Linked DNA regions of Macaca mulatta: all the other regions are linked to region 2. A link is a contact called in public Hi-C data. All regions are on one chromosome and are shown on one strand. The core of a region is the stretch at or near the end of the contact, and the rest is flanking DNA. Distances in the headings are between cores, read along the strand shown.

Evidence for each region. A called contact is a pair of places that touch in the nucleus more often than the background predicts.
Region 1: a contact with region 2 is called in a Hi-C map of liver, with 5 times the contacts expected there. The contact joins the promoter of LOC144336452 here to the promoter of PHLPP1 in region 2. A contact is called at or near these places in 2 of 14 Hi-C or Micro-C datasets (fetal cortex germinal zone and liver).
Region 3: a Hi-C map of fetal cortex germinal zone shows a contact between it and region 2, with 3 times the contacts expected there. The contact joins the promoter of ZCCHC2 here to the promoter of PHLPP1 in region 2. A contact is called at or near these places in 2 of 14 Hi-C or Micro-C datasets (fetal cortex germinal zone and liver).

What each region holds. Positions count from the first base shown.
Region 1 is chr18:18,309,797-18,312,496 of T2T-MMU8v2.0, forward strand. LOC144336452 reads right to left here and starts at 1,335. Exons shown (of 1, transcript XM_077975089.1): 1 at 1-1,335. The coding sequence starts at 1,335. The coding sequence ends at 844. It overlaps ZCCHC2 (zinc finger CCHC-type containing 2), which reads right to left. Exons shown (of 15, transcript XR_013408276.1): 15 at 1-1,536.
Region 2 is chr18:18,176,598-18,179,297 of T2T-MMU8v2.0, forward strand. It overlaps PHLPP1 (PH domain and leucine rich repeat protein phosphatase 1), which reads right to left and starts at 1,269. Exons shown (of 17, transcript XM_015122148.3): 1 at 1-1,269. The coding sequence starts at 1,117.
Region 3 is chr18:18,373,803-18,376,502 of T2T-MMU8v2.0, forward strand. ZCCHC2 (zinc finger CCHC-type containing 2) reads right to left here and starts at 1,341. Exons shown (of 15, transcript XR_013408276.1): 1 at 257-1,341.

The DNA of each region.
Region 1 (2,700 bases), core at 85-2,584, 130 kb after region 2:
GAAACAGAGGCGGCGTGGGGCAGCAACCTTGTCGCCACACTGCCTGGGCTCACCATCACCCGATCGTTCTGTGTCCTTAAATACCAACTCTTAGCCTTTGTGCCTCAATTTCCCTAACTGTAAAATGGGGCGGAGTTCCTCCCTCACAGGGCTGTGGGGGTTGAAATGAGCTGATGATGTATGGCCCATACTGGGCATTCAAGTGTCACCTGCATGACAAACTTCTTGAGAGCTCACTATGTGTCAGACATTGAGTGCTTTATGTCTGTTTGCCAGGTTCAATCTGTGCAACCACTCTACAAAGCGAGTGTCACCATCCCCACTATGTAAATCAGACTGAGAAAGGTCACATGGACTGTGGTGGGTGCCTTCTCTTGTACAATTGATTTTGTGAAGGCATGGAAGGTACAGTTAAGTTACCATGTAACAAATACGATGTGAGTCCAGTAGGCTAGCAGGAATAAGCACTCAGTAACTGCCAGGCAGCCTGGTGGCATTCTTCACTTTCAGCAGGGCTTGTTGGGGTGGGGGGTGACTGTTCTTGTTTCTGTGTGCAGGTTACTTTGTCACCATCCATCTTTGCCTTCGGAGTGTCTTGGGGGCAGCAGGCCGAAGGGGTACTTGGGACAATCTATACGTGACTGTCAGAGCTTTAAAAACATCAGTAGTCACCTCTCCTTTCTGCTTGCCCCACTGCTTCATTAGATCTAATGGAATACTCCGTGCACAAAACTTGAGTGAAGCACAACTCAGTGTGCGAGTGGGGGTATCTGTACACATTTAAAATCTGCACTGATGCCACCTGAATTTATCTGACAGGCAAATGCTTTTGAAAGCCTAGTTCTAAAAGTCCTGAATATTTCTCTCTGGAAACTTTTCACCCTCCCGTGTCCTCAAATCCTTCGAGAGCCACATGAAAGAGGCCTCGCTATGGGATAGGACGTGGTGTGTGTTCCACGTGTGCCCACGACCTGGTCCAGCCCTCCTTAGACCAGAAAGCACACGGCCATCCCGCCTGTGGCTTCCTATCATCTTACACAGTTCCTTGCCAGAAGCACCTGTGGGGGCAGGACGTGGTGCCGGGAAGTGAGCACCAACTTCAAGCAGAGGCCTGAGCGTCATCATGGGCCAGTCTGCAGCACTTCGTCTCGCTGAACCCAAAATTCCTCTCCCATAAAACGAGGGGAAAAATTCCCAGCCCACTTCACAGCTGTGATGACCAAATGAACACAGGAAAAGTGCAGAGGAAACTTTAAAGTGCTTACACACGAACTGAGATTTCGACGGCTGAATGAGGGCATTGCTCAAGTCGCTTTTATGGCCAGCTGCCTGCATTCTTTAAGGTTTTGGGCACAGGCTTACAACCCCAAATGTTCTCTCTCTTACTTTTAATGTTCTCTAAATGAGGTCAGTAGGAAGTAACACCTGCTTGCTCGCACTGTCCTCGTCCCCCACCAGGTGGCATTGCGTTCCAATGAGCAATCTCTTCTGCTGAGAGGCTGCTGGAGGCCTTTTTCACAGCGGCTCAAATTGGAACTGCAAGAGGAAAAAGAAAAACAATGAAGAACCACCCAACCCCCCACCTCGCCACAACTCCCACCGCCACATTTCAAAGAGCAAAACAAGATCATGGGATTGAGGGCTTCTGGTGACCACGGCCCGCATTCTCTGCAGGTGGAGGTGACTGCGTGAAGGAAAGGTCTCTGGTCCCCACACGTGTGATGTGCCCCCCCATTACAGAACAGACAAGAGGAAGCCCCAAACCCCCCAAATTCCAAAGCTCCCACAATTGATAAACATTTGCATACACACACAGAGCTCAGGTGATGTGCACCCATGTTCCAATTCAGGGGGTTTACAACAGAGGACAGCATTGAGGAATTAGGTAAATTTTGCATGGACAGGCACAACAGCTGTAAGCAGCAGTAATAGACTGACCTTAGGAATGCACCCTGTGCAAAGCCAGTATGTCAACGAGCATCCAGGGAAAGACAAGGTTGCCCGCCCTGGCCTGTCCTCTCTCTGCACAGGGTCATCTGAAGGGGTGAGGGCACTCCAGCTCCCTCCGCCCCGAGCTGACACCTGCCTCTCAGCCCTGGGACCCCAGAGCCCCTCATCCTTTAACAGCTGGTCTTGCCCCCTAAGGAGAGGAAGGCGTAGAGATGTTGTGACCACATTTCCAGACAGGGATCCCCTTTCTTTACTTCATGTCTCACACCTCAAAACTCACTGCTCTGGAAATCAGCGAGCCCTCTTGGTGGGGTGGGGTTGGGTGGAGGGGGGTATTTTTTCTTTCTTCTTGTAAGATTATGGGAGTGTCATGGGGTGGAACCATTGTCACAGCTTGCCTCCATAGGGTCTCACTGCCTTCACCCTTAGAATGCTTTTGTAATCAGTATGGAGAACTGAAAACGGTGTCTTCCAAGCCCAAATGGATGGTGCTGCTGAGTACTAGGTGCTCAGCAAAACCTTCAGAAAACAGGTATTTCACACCGTGCTTTGTCATCTCTGGAGCCTTCTCAGAAACATTCGATTCTTAGTGCTTACATAAAAAATGAAATGTAGATTTGCCTTGCCATGAACTTTTACTTTGGTACTGAATAATCATGGCTGTACAACTCGGCACGTCTGTACAGTCCATACGTACCATTAACTGGCAAGCTCTCCAACTAGGTTTAATCTGTGAGGGCAAGGAATAGC
Region 2 (2,700 bases), core at 19-2,518:
ACGACGACGAGCCGCCGCCGCTGCTGTAGGGGTCCAGCCGGTCGGATACGCTCTCGGCGCTGGGACTCAGGCTGAAGCTCTCGGTGTCGGAGGCCACAGGCCGCGGGGCGCGGGGAGAAGAGGCAGGGCCCCCGACGAAAGGCTCGCCGGGGCTGGAGTCCGAGGGCGCGGGGCTGGCACGGCGCGACCACCCGCCCGGGACGCCGGCGGGAAGGGGTAGGTCGGCGGGGGGCGCGCGCGGAGGACCCCCGACGGCACCCGGCGCGCTCCTCGCGGGCAGCGCCTCCGAGTCCCGCGGCTCCGGGGGCGCGAGCCGGGGGCCGGCCTCGGGGGGCGGCTCAGCGGGCTCCCGGGCGGCGGCAGCTCCGGGCCCCTGGCCCAGCACCTTCACCACGCCGCCGCCTTTGTGGCCCAGCTGCAGCAGGCGGGCGGCCACCTCGCCGGCCGTGGTGTCCAGTGTACAGAGCACCGGGCGCAGGTAGGTCGAGGCCATGTGGCGGTCGAAGACGTGCACGCAACCGCGCTGGAGCTGGTGCCTCACCCAGTCCCGGTCCGACGGCTGCAGCTGCAGCGTCTGCCGGTGCTTCAGGAGCAGCGTCTTCCTGTCCAGGCTCCGGGTGCACAGCGACGCCGAGGCCGAGCAGGAGGCGGGGAGGCCGGCAGCGCCGGGGGAGTGCGAGGCAGCAGCGGCCGACGACGACGACGACGACGACGACGAGGCGGCCGCGGCGGCCGCGGACAGATTCCTCTTCAGCCGCCCTCTCCTCAGCAGGAGGGAGTTGGCGCCGCTGCCGGCCCCGGGCACGGGGGCAGCCCCGCCGGCAATGGGCTGGGGCGCCCCACGCCGCCTCCTGCGCCCGGCACCCCCTGCTCTGCCCGGCAGCGGCCCCGGCGGCGCCTCGCCCGGGGCCTCTTCCCGCGCCCCGCCGCCGCTGCCGTTCCCGCCGCTCGGGGCCGCCGGGGTCAGCGCGGGCTCCGGACTCCGGCCGCCCCCAGCCGCCGCCGCCAGAGCCGCCGCGGCCGCTGCTGCCGCAGCGGCGGCCGCCGGAGCCGAAGCTCGGTCCTCCCTGCCGGGCTCGGGGAGTCGCTGCGCCGTGGCCGCGGCGGCGGGCTCCATTGCAGTGGGGCTTCGCGTTTCCCCCCCAGCTCCGGAGGCAGCGGGCGGAGAGGGAGGCGATGAGGCGGAGGTGGGAGACGGCGACGGCGCGCGGAGAAGGGAGAAGCCAATGGCGTTCGGCGCGGTCGTTCCAGGGGATTATGTGGCGATTCGAAGCATTCCGTCGGTGTCTCAGTGTTCCATCCCGCGCGCCCGCCTCGCCGCCACCGCCCCCCCGACACACGCCCTCCCCGCCCCGGTCGCCGGCTCCCCAGCGCGGGCCCCGCCCGCTCCCCCCGCCTCAACCCGGCGAACCAGCCGCGGATCTGGGCTCATTGAATATTAATCACCCTCCGGGAGCGGGAAGGCGGGAGGCTGGCAGGGCGGGAGGGCCGCGTGTGCCTCATGAATATTCATCGCCGGCATGACGGCATTCCAGGGAGGAGTGGGGAGAGCCGGGGGATGGCCGGAGGCGGAGCTTCAGGGTAAACAAACGTGACGCGTACGTACGGGGGCGGGGTGGGGGGCAGTTTCCCGGGAGGTTCCTGAGCCGGCCTCGGAGAGGGCGGTGAAGACAGAGGCGCGCGGTACACCTTGGGAGTTGTGGTTCTCGTCACGGGACCGGCAATCCCGAGGGAGACATGGTGGACTACAAGTCCCAGCGGTCCTTTGGCTGTGCTCCTCCTGGCCGGCAGCAGCTGGCCATGGCCAGTGAGTATTGTGCCCTCTGCCGTTGAACTCTGTGCCAGAGTTCTTAATGAACAAGAATGCTCATGTTCATTAACTTGTATTTTACCTGCACTCCAGCTTGCCATATGACTTTTATTTTCCCTACTAATTAAAGGTGAGGACTTTCAGGGACTCTAAACAGTACGAAGGTCCCAGGTCCCAGTCCTCACCTCTGCCCATTGTGTGAGATAGAGATACACACCCGTCACACCACAGCATCACTGGCAGTCTGAGTGGGCCAACCTCACTTTTCCCCCACTTTTTCAAGACCCAGGAAGACAGGCAGTGTCTGGGAATTCTAAGTGAGGCTGTCGTTGAATGTTCTTGTTGGAAGGCACAACCCTAAACCTGTCCTCTCCCTCTCCTGTATCTGAAAAGGAAAATGGCAAAGGACTGAGGTTTCATTGTTCCCCATTGATCTTGAAGTTTGAAGTAGTTTAATGACACGGAAAGCACTGGAAAGTAGAAGAAACATTAGAATGGAGTATGAGATGGGCTTTTTCCATGTGTTCTCTCTTAACGTCTTCTCTGTTTTTTTCTTTCGTCATTCAGGGGAAAAAAAAATCTTTTCTACTGCTACAATGTTTAGTCGTGGTCTGAAAAGTATTTTTCGTAAGTTGAATCAATGTTGTAAGCTGGACTAGGGCAGTTTACTATTTAAAAGAATTTAGTACACCTTTTTAATTGAATTACCATTCCCGCAATTGCTTTATAATTCGGGATTTTTTTTTTCTTTTTTATTTTTTCTTTTTTTTTTTTTTTTTTTTGCCACAGAGTGGGTCTGTCTCCCAGGCTGGAGTGCAGTAGCGCAATCTGGGCTCACTGCAACCTCCGCCTCTTGGGCCCAGGTGATTTTCCCACCTCATCCTCTGAGT
Region 3 (2,700 bases), core at 91-2,590, 200 kb after region 2:
AACACCGTGGCACGGAAGAGACTTCTAGAGCATTCTGTGATGGCGGGTGGCTGTGTCTGCCGGGGTGTGGGGTGGGGTGGGGGAGTGGAACGGAGCGGCCCAGCGAGACGAAGCCCAGCCCTCTGGCGCTGGGAGCTGCCGGGTGGGGATTCCGAGCCACCTGCGCCGGGCTGGGGCTCGGGCAAGGGGCGTCCGAGAGCGAGGCCGGCGGGGCAGCGGTCGCACCGCGAGTCCAGGGAAGCTCCGTACGCCTTACCTGGGCCCTGGGGCCGGCAAACTTGCACGGCTCCACCTCCACCTCCGCGTCCTCGGGGCCCCCGCGGAGTGCGGCGCGGAGCCTCTCCAAATGTTCCCTCAGGGTGACCCGCTGGTGAAAGGAGAAAGCCGGGTGCAACGAGGCCATGGTGAAAAGCAGCAGCAGTTCCTCCTGGGCCCTGGAGCCCAGCCCGCCGCCGGCCCGCGGCTCCGCAATGCCGCCTTCCGGGCCCGAGCCGTCCTTCTCGGCGTCCTGCTCGCCGTCGCCGTCCTCGCCGCGCTCGTCCTCCGCGCCGCCCCGCGAGCCCTCGCCCCGGGCCGCGCGCAGGCTTTTGAGCACCGAGTCCACCTGGGGTAGCAGGCGGTGCAAGCGGCCAGCGGCCTCCCGGTTCTCCGAGCCCAGCAGCGCCAGGTAGACGATGAGGCGCGAGCGCACCGCGGGCTCTCGGAAGTCGGCCAGCGGCCCCGGGTCCGAGAGGCCGTTGGCCTTGGCCTCCGAGTCGCGCAGGTAGTGGTAGTCCTTGCGCGCCAAGTCTTCCAGGCACGAGCCGAGGAAGCGCAGCTCCAGCGGGTTGCACAGGTCCAGCAGTCCGCACATGAACTCCAGGCGCTGCGCCGAGCCCAGCACCAGCCCGAACCACTCATATACCCGCTCCTGCTCACGCAACGCCGCTGAGGGCCCCCCGCCGCCGCCCGGCATACCCGCCCCCGCCGCCGCTCCACCAGCAACAGGCGGCCCGAGCCCCCGGGGCGGCGGCGGCGGCGGCGGCAGAGGGCCCCGCGGCGGGCCCGCGGGCGGCGGCGGCGGGGGGCGGCAGTCGCGGCGGCGGCGCGGAGGCGCCTTCGCGCCCGGCCGCGCGTCCGCCTCGGGCTCCTCCGCCTCGGGCGGCGGCTCCGCGGGGTGCGTTGGCTTCAGCGGCAGCTTCATCCTCAGCATCCTCGGCTAGGGCGGCGCAGACATGCGAGCGGGGGCGGGCGGGAGGGGCCGCGAGGTGGGGCACGGGCCGAGGCGGCGGCGCGGCCGTCAGGAGCGGGGCCCCTCCATGCCGCCGGGGGAGGGCCGGGGCCGGGGGTGGGTCTCGGCCGGCGAGGGGGGCGGCGGCCGGCCGGCGGGGTCGCTGGCGTCGTCTTCCCGGGCCGGGGGCGGGGCGTGCCCGCGGCGGCTCCTCCCCCTGGGCTCCGCGCCGGTTCTGGGAGCCCGGGTGCGGATGGGAGCAAACGAGCGAGCTGTCGTCCTTCCGCCTCCCTCTTTCCGCCGTCCGCGCTGAGCCGGGGCGGCGGTGTCTGAGCGGTTACCTCGCGAGCCGGTGAGGACGGAGCGGCTGGGTGAGGAGGTGGAGCGGCCGGGCCGGGCGGAGAAGCTTGCGGGCTCCGCGCACCGCACCTCCGCCAATCAGCACCGCGAACCGACGGTGACGTCGCTCTCCCCGCCCCCTGGGGGGCTGCCTCTCTCCGAGAAGCCACGCCCAACTGCTGGCCGGCCGCCTCCCTCTCGGCGGCTTCCGCGCGATCCTAAAGGCTGGTGCTCGGCGGGAGGAGGACGTGGGCTGGGGCCGTGGGGCGGCGCGAGGGGAGCCCGGGCGCGGTGAGGAGCGTGCGAGGCCCACGTGAGCGGAGGGACGCGGCCGCTCTCACCTTTCACAAGGGCCCTGGCCCGGCTTTGGACTCCCCTCTGCTTGTCAGCTGCCGCCCCGCCTCCGCCTGCGATGCCCGGGCTGCCTGCGCGGCCGGAGTGAACGTGTCCCGGGAGCAGGAGTTTCTCCGAAGTGAGCACGCCAGCCCCGGGACGAGCTCGTTCGAATCCTCACCGCCCAGTGCACTTCCTGAAAGCCGGCAGTGGGCTGTCTCCCACCTTGGGAAACTTTGCCCGGAGCGGCGGGAGTGACTGTGTGGCGCACAGGGGACTGGGTCCGGACGCGGGTGGCGGCCCTGGTTTGAGACCAGGACGCCGCGATCCCGGGCCGCGCCCACGCCCAGACTGGAGGCACCGTGCGCAGGTGGGGACGCGCGGCCCGGAGGTGCGCAGCAGGACTCGGCCGAGGGTGAGCGCTGCTGGGCACGCTCCTGGTCTATAAGGCTCTGTGAAAATTATTTCCTGGACAGTTTAGGAAAAGCCTTTCCCTTCCCCGCCCCTCAACCTCTAACTTTTGGGGAATCGTTGATTTGCTAAATCACATTTTGGTGCCTAACCCATTTTGAATCCTTGTGCTGCTGTGAATTTCATGTGAATGGAGGAATTTAATAAGCTACCAACTTGACAGGCTTTAAAGTTTTGTTACGTTTTTCAGATGTAGGCTTCCAAGATGTTTATACCTCGCACTGTTGCTTTTTTCTTTTTTCTTTTTTTTTTTTTTTTAGCAACATAGTCCAAATTTTTAAAACCCAGCTGGATCTTTTGAGGGTTAATTAAAAGGTGGGTTAAAAAAATCTTAAGGCTTTAAATTT